Regions from separate parts of the Mus musculus genome. Here all the other regions are linked to region 2. The links are chromatin contacts, called in public Hi-C and HiChIP or PLAC-seq maps. All regions are on one chromosome and are shown on one strand. The core of a region is the stretch at or near the end of the contact, and the rest is flanking DNA. Distances in the headings are between cores, read along the strand shown.

What was found. A called contact is a pair of places that touch in the nucleus more often than the background predicts. HiChIP or PLAC-seq counts read pairs in DNA pulled down with a chosen protein or histone mark.
Region 1: a contact with region 2 is called in a Hi-C map of stem cell-derived neural stem cells, with 3 times the contacts expected there. The contact joins the enhancer-like site here to the promoter of Cc2d2a in region 2. A contact is called at or near these places in 7 of 39 promoter capture datasets (the 3T3-L1 cell line, 3T3-L1-derived adipocytes, the C10 cell line and 3 more), 1 of 15 datasets of contacts at CTCF or cohesin (large pre-B cells), 9 of 484 Hi-C or Micro-C datasets (the BV-2 cell line, embryonic fibroblasts, embryonic stem cells and 3 more), 5 of 115 datasets of contacts at active chromatin or transcription factors (cardiomyocytes, embryonic stem cells, fibro-adipogenic progenitors and 1 more) and 3 of 9 other capture datasets (adipose tissue, liver and pancreatic islet).
Region 3: an H3K27ac HiChIP or PLAC-seq map of heart atrium shows a contact between it and region 2, with 7 read pairs. The contact joins the promoter of C1qtnf7 here to the promoter of Cc2d2a in region 2. A contact is called at or near these places in 4 of 39 promoter capture datasets (embryonic stem cells, hematopoietic stem and progenitor cells, liver and 1 more), 1 of 115 datasets of contacts at active chromatin or transcription factors (heart atrium) and 2 of 9 other capture datasets (adipose tissue and pancreatic islet).

Annotation. Positions count from the first base shown.
Region 1 is chr5:43,422,946-43,426,866 of GRCm38.p6, reverse strand. No RefSeq gene overlaps it. Among named protein-coding and RNA genes, the nearest start is that of Gm43699, 71 kb to the right of the region's middle. Within about 2 kb of position 1,931, at least 18 of the 459 cell types and tissues checked have an H3K27ac peak or open chromatin away from gene starts, as enhancers often do. A contact at or near this core is called in stem cell-derived neural stem cells, where this site is marked.
Region 2 is chr5:43,660,780-43,665,100 of GRCm38.p6, reverse strand. Cc2d2a (coiled-coil and C2 domain containing 2A) reads right to left here and starts at 2,722. Exons shown (of 38, transcript NM_001359906.1): 1 at 2,542-2,722.
Region 3 is chr5:43,513,108-43,517,294 of GRCm38.p6, reverse strand. It overlaps C1qtnf7 (C1q and tumor necrosis factor related protein 7), which reads right to left and starts at 1,726. Exons shown (of 3, transcript NM_001135172.1): 1 at 1,309-1,726. The coding sequence starts at 1,321.

The DNA.
Region 1 (3,921 bases), core at 682-3,181, 240 kb after region 2:
ACATGAAACTCAAGAAGAATGAAGACTGAAGTGTGGACACTATGCCCCTCCTTAGAATTGGGAACAAAACACCCATGGAAGGAGTTACAGAGACAAAGTTTGGAGCTGAGATGAAAGGATGGACCATGTAGAGACTGCCATATCCAGGGATCCACCCCATAATCAGCATCCAAACGCTGACACCATTGCATACACTAGCAAGATTTTATTGAAAGGACGCAGATGTAGCTGTCTCTTGTGAGACTATGCTGGGGCCTAGCAAACACAGAAGTGGATGCTCACAGTCAGCTAATGGATGGATCATAGGGCTCCCAATGGAGGAGCTAGAGAAAGTAGACAAGGAGCTAAAGGGATCTGCAACCCTATAGGTGGAACAACATTATGAACTAACCAGTACACCGGAGCTCTTGACTCTAGCTGCATATATATCAAAAGATGGCCTAGTCGGCCATCACTGGAAATAGAGGCCCATTGGACTTGCAAACTTTATATGCCCCAGTACAGGGGAACACCAGGGCCAAAAAGGGGGAGTGGGTGGGCAGGGGAGTGGGGGTGGGTGGATATGGGGGACTTTTGGTATAGCATTGGAAATGTAAATGAGCTAAATACCTAATAAAAAATGAAAAAAAAAAAAAAGAAAGAAATAAGTGAAGAAAAACTAATACAAAAAAAAAAAAAAAAAAAAAAAGCAGCACCAGTTCTGGGCTCAAGGTCTCTTCGCCTCTACAATCAAGCTCTCTCAATAAACGTGTGCAGAAGGATCCTGTTGCAGCGTCGTTTTTCCTGGCCAGTCGAGCGCACGCAAGACAGGATGGTTAGAAATTTTTGCAGAGGGTCATATTCGATCTTAAATACTCCTGAGGATGAATACGAGGCTGCCAGAGGGAAAGATGGTCAAGGCATCTAATGACCAGAGCACAGAACCAGGCCTAAGACCTGCTGTCTCCTTTACTTACACCAGGGCAGTCCTCCCTTCCTGATACAGGAACTGGTTTGCTAAGCCCCTCTACTCTACCTAAGAGATAGATTCTTGTTAGGGATTAGTTCTAGTGCTTTGTCTTAATTCAACTCACAAAAGTGGCGCTTCCAGAATTGGCTGGGCAGGGAGACAGGTGGGACTTTTAGATTGTGTGGGCAAGGGACTGAAGGAGCCACAGAAGCCACTCCTGTGATTGGATCTGAGGTAGCAGAGATAAAATATAGATTTTAAAAGATGTTTACTCAGGAATACTGGAGGGGCATGTGTGCTAGCTGTGGGGACGTTTAGAAGTGTCCAGTCATTGAGCTAGTCAAGGCATATTAAAATTAGCTGGTGTGTGTGTGTGTGTGTGTGTGTGTGTGTGTGTGTGTGTGTGTGTGTTGTGTTGTGTTTATGTATGTGTGTGTGTTTCATTTGTGAATCCAGAGCTCTTGGGCTGTGCAGGACATGCACATGTGACCCAGTAGCTAGAGTGGTTAACTAATTCACCACTACAGGCTCTATATGTTCCCATTGTATGGATAAAGCCACTAAGCCCCAGAGCAACAGTATCCTTTATACAGCATCCCATGGCTGGAATGTGGGAGCATTTCTGGTTATGGGGCCTATAGCCTTTCTTCAATACCCTATTGTATGTGTTCCTCAGAGTGGCTAGTGTGTACAAGATTCAGAGGTCTAGAACATGTGTGTTTGCACTCAGGGCACGAGATTATCGAGCCAATCCGGCTACCCATTTCCTTCCAGGTGTAAGAGTTCAGTCAGCACAAGCACCTCCAGCCAGTACAGAACCACTTCCTGTCTGCCTTTGAGGCTGTCTTCTCTTGATGGCTTTCAGAGGCTTGGAGCTCAGGTCCGTTTGACAGAATAAGAAGGGAAGCTAGCCCATTTTCATCCACCCCATTTCCTAAGCACTCTGAGGTAACTTCCGTTTGCTTTCCTGTTTAGGCCGGGATGGCCATGCTTCAGTGTGCCCTCCATACCCACAGCAAGCCCTAGCATCTCAGGGCCCAGACTGAAGGGTGGGGCAGGAAGTCCCACCCATGCATCTATTGGCCATAGCTTTGCCAGAGAATGGGCTTCTTAAAGAACTTAGTGGCTGCAGCCTGGAAAGAGATAGCAGAGGACGCAGAGTGAAAGGAAACCCAGAGGAAGCACTGCTTGCAAGCCGGAAAGCCTTCGCATTCTAAGCCCCACCCCTGCTGTGAATTCCTAACAGGGTTTTTTGGTCCAAACCTGCAGCTTGATCTTGTTAAAATAAATGTAGTAAAATGGAGTCAACATGGACACTCCCTGTGACCTTGCTCCAGAGACTCTCCAGCTTTGGCCTGTGTTTTCTCCGTGCAAAGTGAGCAAATGATTGGAATCCATACCTAGTGGCTTTCCTATTTCCCGGTGATTTGATGGTGGGTAAGCCTCTTATCCTCTCCTTACCTCAGGGTCCACATCTCTAAGAGGAGATCATGAAAGTCCCCAGGAACTGGCACGGGAATAAACACACTATCAAACACCAAGCCCCTCAGAAACATACTGAGGCCAGCTAAGTGCCCTGCAGTTAAATTTGCTGTCACGGCTACATTTTTCTTTGGTGAAAGAGAAATAACAACAGCGTTGACATAGGGCTGTGGTAAAGAGCGACTAGATATCCCAGAGGGATTAGTACAGAGATGGTGCAGGGAAGGGAGAGTAGAAAGGCTGGCCAGAGAGACTCCTCAATAGGGCAATTTGGCAACTCTGAATACGGGTGGCCAAATTTTATCTCTGCTAATTAGCAAGTGAGTAGATCTGGTTAACTTATGCAGTTTATTTATCTAGGAAGGGATATTTGGCGGAAAGGGGAAAGTTGGAAGGCAATGGGATGCGTGGAAATCACAGTGGCGGCAATCAGGCTTGCACACCTGGCTCTGCCATGTAGGTCTTTGTAGCTGGGTTTTTCCTCTCCTTGGGCTTCTGCTTCTTCCTCTTCTGTAAACGGGAGCTCCAAGTAAGATCCCAAGTGATGGTTTCTTTTTGTTTTGTTTTGTTTTTTGATTTTTGGTTTTTTTGTTTGTTTGTTTTGTTTTACATCACTCCCATCCCCTGGTAGTTATAGACAGTAAAATTATTGAAACAACTAATTTAGTGTGGTCTAGTTGAGATGATGCCAATCTCCACTCATGACATTTCTTGCCAAGCCTATACTCGTTTGTATGACAGATAGTTATTGATCTACGGGGCTTTCATTTGTTGGAGATACATCGACGAACCAACCATACAAATTCCAGCTCTCAAGGAAGAGGGTAGACAGACCAAAAAAGTAGGAAGGATATGAATAAATGAAGAGCTTCAGACTTACAGTGTGAGTGGTTTTAGGTAGCCCTGTGCACCTGGTCCCCACTGATTGCTGTTTGTCCTTGCCCCACGGAAGCTCCCAGCATATGGTGAAACGACCATGGAATCCAAACCCTGAGAACAGTGATTCCGATGCACCTGTGCATCGGCAGGGCACTTTCATTTGAAATGAGTTATTTCTGTCAGGTCCCAGAGCAGACCTGAGGTGATCTTGTTAACATTATTTCAATTCTGAGACTTACAAGGAAGCTGAAACACAGCTTCCTGTCAGACCAACACAGCAGGTCCTGGAGAGGAGTTATTTGCACATTGCTGCCCCCTGGTGGTATTATGAAATGTAGCCATGACTTGACAGTTGAGGACAAACTGTTACCTCAGAAGCCACAGAGCTCTTGGACACATCTGTCAGATCCTGAAGTCTGAACAGTGAAGCTTTAAAAAGCTGATAACATGACTAGGAGGATGATTTCAGACAAGTTGACCACGACAAGACTTTTCACTCTGGTAGGAAAGATCTCAGATGTCCCTCTTCAGGAGTGTATGGCCAAGCCAGGGGTGTGTAAAAGATTTCCCAGTTCTGAGATCCCAGGAGTGTTGCCTAGGGAGTCCGTGTG
Region 2 (4,321 bases), core at 1,473-3,972:
GCTGTGAAAATACAATGGAAAACCACAAACACTATAGCAATGTCCTAATTATATAGGTGACACAAGGCCAATAATCTATTTTACACAGGGCAGATAACCAACTAATTTTAAAGGAAAGTATCTACACTGTTTTCTGACCACATGAACTGTCTCTAAAGTCAGCCATTAAGAGTCATATCCAAGAATCCAGGGATGAACCTCCAAGATACAGAGAAGGACTGAGAGGAAATGGCTATACTATATAAAGTACTTCTTAATTGAGACTGCTCCGAAAGGATGGTGTATTAATTATACAAAGAAATTATGGCTTTAAAGAGTGAGGTCTTTGGGAAAAAAAACATAGTCCTAGGTTCAAAATCCCCATTTTCTCACCAGTGTGTGATCTTGAAACAACACAGCCAATTCTATAAATTCATAATCAAATGTCCCACCTTAGGTGATCATCATTTCTTATGGGTAACCCATTCTTATGATGGACTCTGTACTGAAATGATTGTAATAAAGTGACTGTCACAGACCAGGCTCTCTGTGTTGGTAGGGTTTATGGTTTTATTATTATGGATGTTGCCAGAGTTTGGGTTAGAACAGTTGGCAACTCTAACAAGATAGGTTTGGCCACCAGTGCCCCAGTAGGGCAATGAAAGAGAAAAATAATGGACAAATCAGAGACAACATGATGACTTTGGGAAGTGGAACAGAGGTGCCCAGTAATGTCACAGTCAGTCTTCCAGGGTCCTGATATGAAATTTGGGTCTGAATAAAAGGTACCAGGAGGGATACATAGCTAAGCAATTTTGGTCAGTGTGGTCCTTTCCATCACTGACATGGCATTGTCTCTGTCCCTGTACCTTCTGCAAGGTGATTGACAAGCTGTCAGAACTGTCTTTTGGAGACAAGTCCTCCCTTGTGCTGGTACGAGCAGCCCATCTTTTCCTTCTCCCAGCGCTCAATACTGAGAAAATACAGCTCTGAGAGTCCATTGTTTTAATGGCTTAGAGTCCATTGTTTTAATGGTCCGATAGCTGAAGGAGATACACAAATGTGTCTTTAGAGTATCTTTTTACCAACCAGGATGGTCAGATGAAGAGGTCATGGTTGCGAGGGGAGGTGGGAGGAAGGGATGGAGAGGGGAAACAGAGGTTCAGAGATGGAAGAGAACCATAAGAAAACCTTAGGGTGTTGAGTGCTATCCCTTTACTCTCTTTAGTTTTTGTCACCCATCCCTGACAGCCATACACAAGTCTCTTCTCCCCTTCCTCCAGCCAGGACCAGGACACTTGTTTTCCCTCGTCTGTTTAAAATGTTGCTGGAACCTCCTCCCCTCCACGCATGCTCACTTTCTCTCTTCAGAGACGAGGCTTTTCCTTTCGAGTGGGAGGGCCCGCTCAAAGTTGTGAACTCTCAGGAGCCATCCTGTGCCTTTTTAATGATTAATTATGTAGCAGCAAGTTACTCTAGCCCCAGCTTCTAGGGTACCAGGTGAGTGACACAGCTGTGTGTGGTCATTTAATCAGATGGACGGGACACCTTTCACTTGATGAGGCCAGGTCAGCACCCAGGCTCTGCTCATGGGATTGCTCAGCTGCACAGGGGGTGCTGGAAGCACCTCTATGGCAGGAGTCCCGCTGTGGGCCAAGCTCTTTAGACCTTTTTACAAGTCTGTTTTGTCACTGATCTCATTATCTGTTTCTACATCTGCTTCCCCAGCAAAGTCTCACCACTGGACCTGGTCTAAGTTGGTTTTGTACACTGTAAACTTGAGTTCTTCATCTGCTGCATCATTGATGCTCACTAAAAACTTGAATAAATGACTCTGTAAGTGAACTCTAGGCCAACTATCTATATACAGATTGATCTATGTTTATATATGTGCATATCTCTCTATCTCTATGTATACATATATGCACATATTTTCTCTATCCATATACAGTTCCCCTCTATACAAAGCATGCTGTCGTTACACTTATTTGCAGAAATGTTATATAAAATGCAATAGCAGACATGTATTTCTCATTAGATTTTATTAGCATTTCATAGCACCTAGCATTTCATAGCACCTAAAATGAAAACAGCTGAGCTGATGGCCAGTAGACTTCTGAAAGCTTGGCAGACCTCAGCCCTGCGGTTCAGAGCTCTTTGTCCAATAACAAGAAAAGTGGAGCTCGCCACACGGAGAGTACTCCCTCCGGCCCGCCCTCCCCTTCCCCGGAGCAGTTTAAACTAAAGGCCCGAAAGCAACACGCAGCTAGTGCTTAGCAGCACACTGACCAGAGAGGCTCTCTGTGAACCGGTTTGCTTTTCCCCTGCAAGCCAGACAGCAGCTGAAATCAGAGCTGTCCCTGCAGTGCCCCCACTTTGCATTGAGAGAGTGAAACTGCAAGCAAGATGAAGGGTCTCTAATGTTAGCAAGATGAGAGTCCCTAACGTTACAAAGCATTCATTCCACTCTCACTGCACCAGGGAGGGGCTGGTTTCTCTGCCGGAACGGAAAGGAGAGGAAAGCAGGACACTGCAGCCTGTCTCTGTTAAAGACTGATTTACCTTCGTCCACTCTACAAAACGAAGTTTGCAGATTCCACTTGCTGGGCTGAAGGGATGAGATGAGAGACCAGTTGTGTCAAGCCAGAGAACCTTTTAGAAATGAGCGAAAGGGTGGGCTGGGGTAAGAGAGGTTACTCCCTGGGAAGCTGCAGCCATATCTCAGGGTTTAAAAAAAAACACCAGCTTAGCAACCAGTTCCCAGGGAAGGTCACTAGGCGGCCGCTTTTTTTTTTTAAAGTGGCAGTTTACTTTTAAGACTTGGAATATGAGCTTGCTGGGCAAGCAGTGGAAAAATAACGTGCTGAAGAGAGACAAAGGGAAAGCAACTGGGCAGCCTAGCAGAGAGGACTCAGGCTCTCAGCAGGGTGTCCTGCCTTATGTCTCTGGGTTGCATGGCCTGTTGGGTCAAGGACAGAAGGTGTTGATAAGTAGAGTGGTTTAGAATCAGGAGGGGCCATGTTGTGTGGAGCTGCCTAGTAAGCAGTAGCAAAGACTATGTGGCCGGGCATCAGAGCTATCAGAGCTCCAGCGTGTGTTGCATTAGGGATGTTGGCTGGCTGTGCACAGAAGCTGGACCGCACACGCCTAACCTCTGTTTCTTCAACTCTTCACTACAAATGACCCAGCGGCCCAGCAGGGATACAGACAAGATGGCTCAAAAAAAAAAAAAAAAAAAAAAAAAAAGGCAAGAAACCAGGAGAAAAGGCCAAGTAGTGAGAACAGTAGTAAGCAGACTCAGACTCTACAGGCCAAAGACAACCACAGATCAAGGAACTCCACAGACCGCGGCCTCCTAACCCCAAGTGTTGTTCCTCAGAAGCCTGCCATTTTGTTTCTTAGACAAGACCTCTGACTGGAAGCTGGCATTTGGTGATTAGGCTAGGCTGCCTGCCTAACTCCAGATCCCTGCTTGTCTTAGCTTGTCTGGTGCTGATAGAACAAACGTGGGCCACCATGCTGAGTGTTAGCCACCTTCAAAGCCAGGTCCTCATGCTTGTGTGATGAAAAGCCCTTTACTAATAGAACTATCTCCCAGCCCCTATTTTCTGTATCCCTAAAGCTCTGGCATTCACTGCATGGGTCTTAGATAGATCTCTGAAGCTAACTAATTCCTAGAGACAATAAATGACTCCAAGGAAATGCATATATTCTCTTTGATACGTACTAACTGACCCCAAGCTGGCATCTCCATCTACTGCAATCACCAAGAAGTACCCCTCTGCTCTAAGTCACTCTGGAGGCAGGTGCTTAGGGAGCATGTCTATGATCCAGAATATTCTGAAACAAGTCAAATTATTTAATTCTAAACCCACCAGCACACTTACCATGCCACAACCTTCCTTCCAGGGAAAACCCCAGTAAAGGGTCTCTTTTGGAGCCTGATGTTTGGAGAATGCTGTTTTTGGAGACTGCTGCTGATTGTGTTTGGTTGATTGGTCTGTCTTTGTATCCCCAGTGCTGGGAATATAGATGCCTGTAGCCACTTGGCTTTTTATGTGGGTGCTGGAGACCTGAGCTCAGTATTTATTCTGGGCCAGTATCTTATTGATTGAGTCATTTTTTTCCCAGCCCAAGAAACAAATTTATATCCATTGTGATATTCTGTTATAGAATTATAAGACATTTCCTGCTTTGAAGGATCTGTGTGAATAACCTTTCTACAAGACAGCCATGTCTGTGTCTTCATGTCTCACCGTACCAGAGAACCCAGAGTTCACTTTTTAACATATGTGTGTACAGTGTACACATGAGCCAACATGTTTGTGTGGTGTGTGTGATG
Region 3 (4,187 bases), core at 477-2,976, 150 kb after region 2:
GGGAGGTGTCTATGAATTAGCTACTTACCCCACTAGTTACGGGTGGAGAGAGGGAGCTAACAAATGCTGTCCCTCGACTACTTTGCCAGGAGCTAATAGTCACCTTTTTGCTTTTTATACAGTGTTGCCTTTACTCTGACCTTAATCACCAAGACCCCAAGGCAAGGGAAGCCACAGCAATCTTCATTATGTAACTAGACTTTGATGCAGAAGGAAAAAATAACAAGACAGTAAAGTGCTTTCATAGCTGGAGACGGCGACTGTAGCAATACCTCCCGTCCTCTCCCAGACCTAACTGCCGTAATTGCCAATATTTCTAAACCAGCGGGCCTTGCAGACTGAGGTCACCTCCATGTCCCAACCATCACAGCTCAATCAAACCTACAGTTCTTAAACTTCTGCCGGCAAGCACATACATAAGAGTGCACACGGAGCAATGGATGCAGGGCTCAGCTAGAAATCTTAGCCTGCAAAATCCCTCTTCTGATCTCAGTGAGTGTCTGGCGACTTTTCTTTTTTGCACCTGGGATTCTGCCTTGAAAAAATAGGAACTCACTGACAACAGAGTTTCTTCCGGAAATAGAAAGCGGCACAGAATGTTCACATGCCCCTCCACCCCAGGGTGCTTCTCAGATGACCAACACATCGAAAAACACGAGAGCTATCTGAAGGCACAAGTCAGTCACTCTTCTGAGATAAGGACACCCTCGGCTGACTTTGACTTATGCAAAAATTGCCATGTTCAACTGTTTTGTTTTGTTTTGTTTTACCCTCCAGGGAGATAAAATTAATATTGTTAACATTTTCGTAGGTTCTTATAAGAAAGAGTCAAATGGTTTACTTAACTGTAAGGAAACATATTCCACAAAACAGTCAGTCACAGTAACCACGACTGAGAGACATTTTAGGATGTTACCACAATCTATGAGAAAGTTTTCCGAGTTCTAAGACTCTCAGCTCTGGAAGTCAAGTCTTGTAGAACAAATAAATACTGAGATTAGACCATACATTAGCCCACTGCCCACAGAACAGCTTATATTCAAAGACTGGAGTTTTCAGAGAGCCCTCTGACCTTTTCTAAGAGAAACAGCATTTCCATACATAGACGCTTACTACATCAAGCGGAACAGAAAGTAGGAGAGACACCGCTGTTGAGTCCATTCTCTGATTTATCATTTGTTGACATTCTATCCACACATCCCTCCATCTCCTTACAAGTAGCTGTCTGTGGTTCTTCCTGCAAATATTTTGATAAAGTCCAAACAGAAGGGGGAAAGAGAAAGGCTGTAGTGAAAAACAACAACTTACCTTTCCTGGGCATTGCTGGGTTCAGATGTCCTTCCCAAACATGAGACTTCCTTGCTTTGACACTCCCATGAATTTAGAAACCATTAAAAACTATTCAGAGCAGAAATATGGTTATTACCCAAGCTGCTCCACAACAATGCAGAGAAGTGTCTTGAAGAAAAATAAAGGATGTGTGCGGAGCGCGAGCTCATGCTGTCGTACGAAGTTCTGCAACCGTCTTTCTCAGTTTAAACAACCTCCCACTCCTTCTCCCAGGCACTTGCCAACTTCTATAATTTAAAGCAACTGCGATCCTTCCCATAATACTCACATTTCAAAGAGTTTACTATATACACTCGTTAGGAATGAGGAGGAGTGGGCAAGGTTCTTCTGCAAACCCCAGACGGAGGCAGATGTGAAGCAAGGGTCTCGGGTATCTGGAGGATTTCCCGTCTCTCTGCAGCCATCGCTGTTTGCACTGTGTGGAACGGAGTCCCTGAAGCCCTTTCAAGTAGTATCTAGAGACTGACGGGCATCATTTCCTGAAGCACTCAGGAAAGTTTATCTGGCAAGTTAGGAAAAGGGCTACACCGGTGGAATTGTGTCAGCAGGAATGTTTGTGATTTCACCTTAATTTATCACGATGTCTTCATGGAACAGGAAAGTACTTCAGATGATGTTATTTACATTAGTTTTGTTTAAGCATTAGTCCACATGTGTGCTATAAATCTAGGAAGGACACACACTTTGCAAATTATATCTATGTAATTGAGTAAACCTTCTGATATTTTAGCCTGTGATCAGAATACATTTTCTGGCATTTTAGTTGGTGATTGTATTTTTACATTTTATTATCCAGTTCTTCCCACTGTCAACACACACACACACACACACACACGTGTGTATTAAAATTATAGCAAACTTTTAAAGCATGGCTTAAATATTTATTTAAAAGTATTTTATGATATATATCAAAACAGGTCTTACTTAGTGCCTGCTTAGTAACCCAGGCTCAGTAAATAGTAACGGAGTGATGCTTATGTATAGCAATAAACAGTTTGTGTCAATTTTGATTTGCATACATACTCTCCCTTAAAATGATCAATATTTCATAATTGGTATAGGAATCAACATAGGGTAATGTATGACTTTGACAAACTTAATGACTACCTGTGCAATAAAACTTCCTCAATGAATAGAAAGCATCAGTTAGACCAATAGACCATTCAAAAATGAACAGAAGTATCGACATGGACACATTCCATTAAGTATGCTCACTGCTCAGAATTATGCAAACCAGTCCAGGGATATAACCTCATTATTTCAAAGGCTATTGATCCTTCCCTTGTGTTTTAGAGTTCCGTCAAGTAACTATTACACAATAGGTAGCATTTAAAATATTTTATAGCATATAAATAATAAGTACAAACAGAGATGATGTAAGCCTACAGAGAAATGAACAGGCTTCTTTCAGTTTTCTATACGAGAGTGAGAGTAATAATGGGGCCTGATTTGCTTGTGTTTCTGCTGGGGCATGATCTTAAGGCAGAGCACACGGTGGGGAACTGAACTCACATGCTGGATCCACATTCGCTGTAATCCTGATCGTGTTGCTTTACTTTAAAAAAAAAGGTATTTGGAAGGTATAAGTACCAACATGACAAACAGTGGTTTTTGTATATATGCATACCATCGAGTACTTGTTTGGTTAGTGCTAATCACGTGTCCTTCTGTGCATTAGGGATTTAGTAAGTCATCTTATGATGTTTACCAGAAAATCTAGCATGAGCATCCTGACCAATGCGAAAGAAATTGATAGACGTGGATACTACTCTATCAAAGCTCTTAACTCAGGGCATTAGGTGGCAACAGATGAATGTGACAGACTGGATACAGGGCTCAAAAGCCAACAGTCCAGGGCTTGAAGTGGAAAACCTTTGGCGACCTTGGTAAGAGCAGTGACTTGGAAGGAAATGTGAGGTAAGTAACCTTTTAGCGCTAGAAGAAAGGGGTGAGAGAAGACACACATTATGTGACTGGCCATTGCTAGGTGCAGCTGGCAAGGTGTTTTGAGAATGAGACCATGCCAGGGAAGAGATGGTCAAGATTCAAAAGCAAATGAAAGAGGAAAGGGAATCTGGGGAGGGACACCCATTTTATGGTTTGAAGGAGCCTGCCAATATCTTGATGGCTTAAAATGCCTATGTTACAAATTATATTTCTGGCACCTCTGTATGTTTATATTTAGAATGTGTTTTAAGTCTGAAAACAGCTTCTACAGGCTAGATAGGAAATGAAGGCTTGTGCAAAGGCACACTCCCCAGTACTTACCTCTCTGGTCAAGAGAAAAGCTGCAACTGGGGGTGTTACCACGACGAAGTGATGTCAGCAGCATAGAACAGTGCAGAGAGCAATGGACATATGGATTTCCCAGTGGACAAGTCCAAGCCTCTCTTTTGACCATGAAGAGGCAGGGCCTTTACTAGATGGCTAGTCAGGCTAGGTATCAACAGTGGTTGCCTATGTTCTTGCCGCTTTGTGAGTGAGAATTTTTATGGTGGTTATAATATTGCTGCTGTGCCTTTTGTGTGTGAGTGAGTAAGCATGTATGTGTGTGTGTACATATGAGATAGAGAGAGAGAGAGATAGAGAGAGATGGACAGAGAGACAGATTTGCCTGTAGACTTCTGTTTAAGTTTCCAGATTGCTAGATTAAGACATGGACATGCAGGAAGTAAGGCCTTTGGTCTGAATGTAGTGGTCAGATGGAATTGTGGGCATATTTAAGATATACACCTTGATGAGTTTGGAGGAAATTGTAGAACCATTATTTATACACCACAATTTATACAACAATAATAACTACGCATCTTTTCCAAAAGTTTTCTCTTATGTAATCT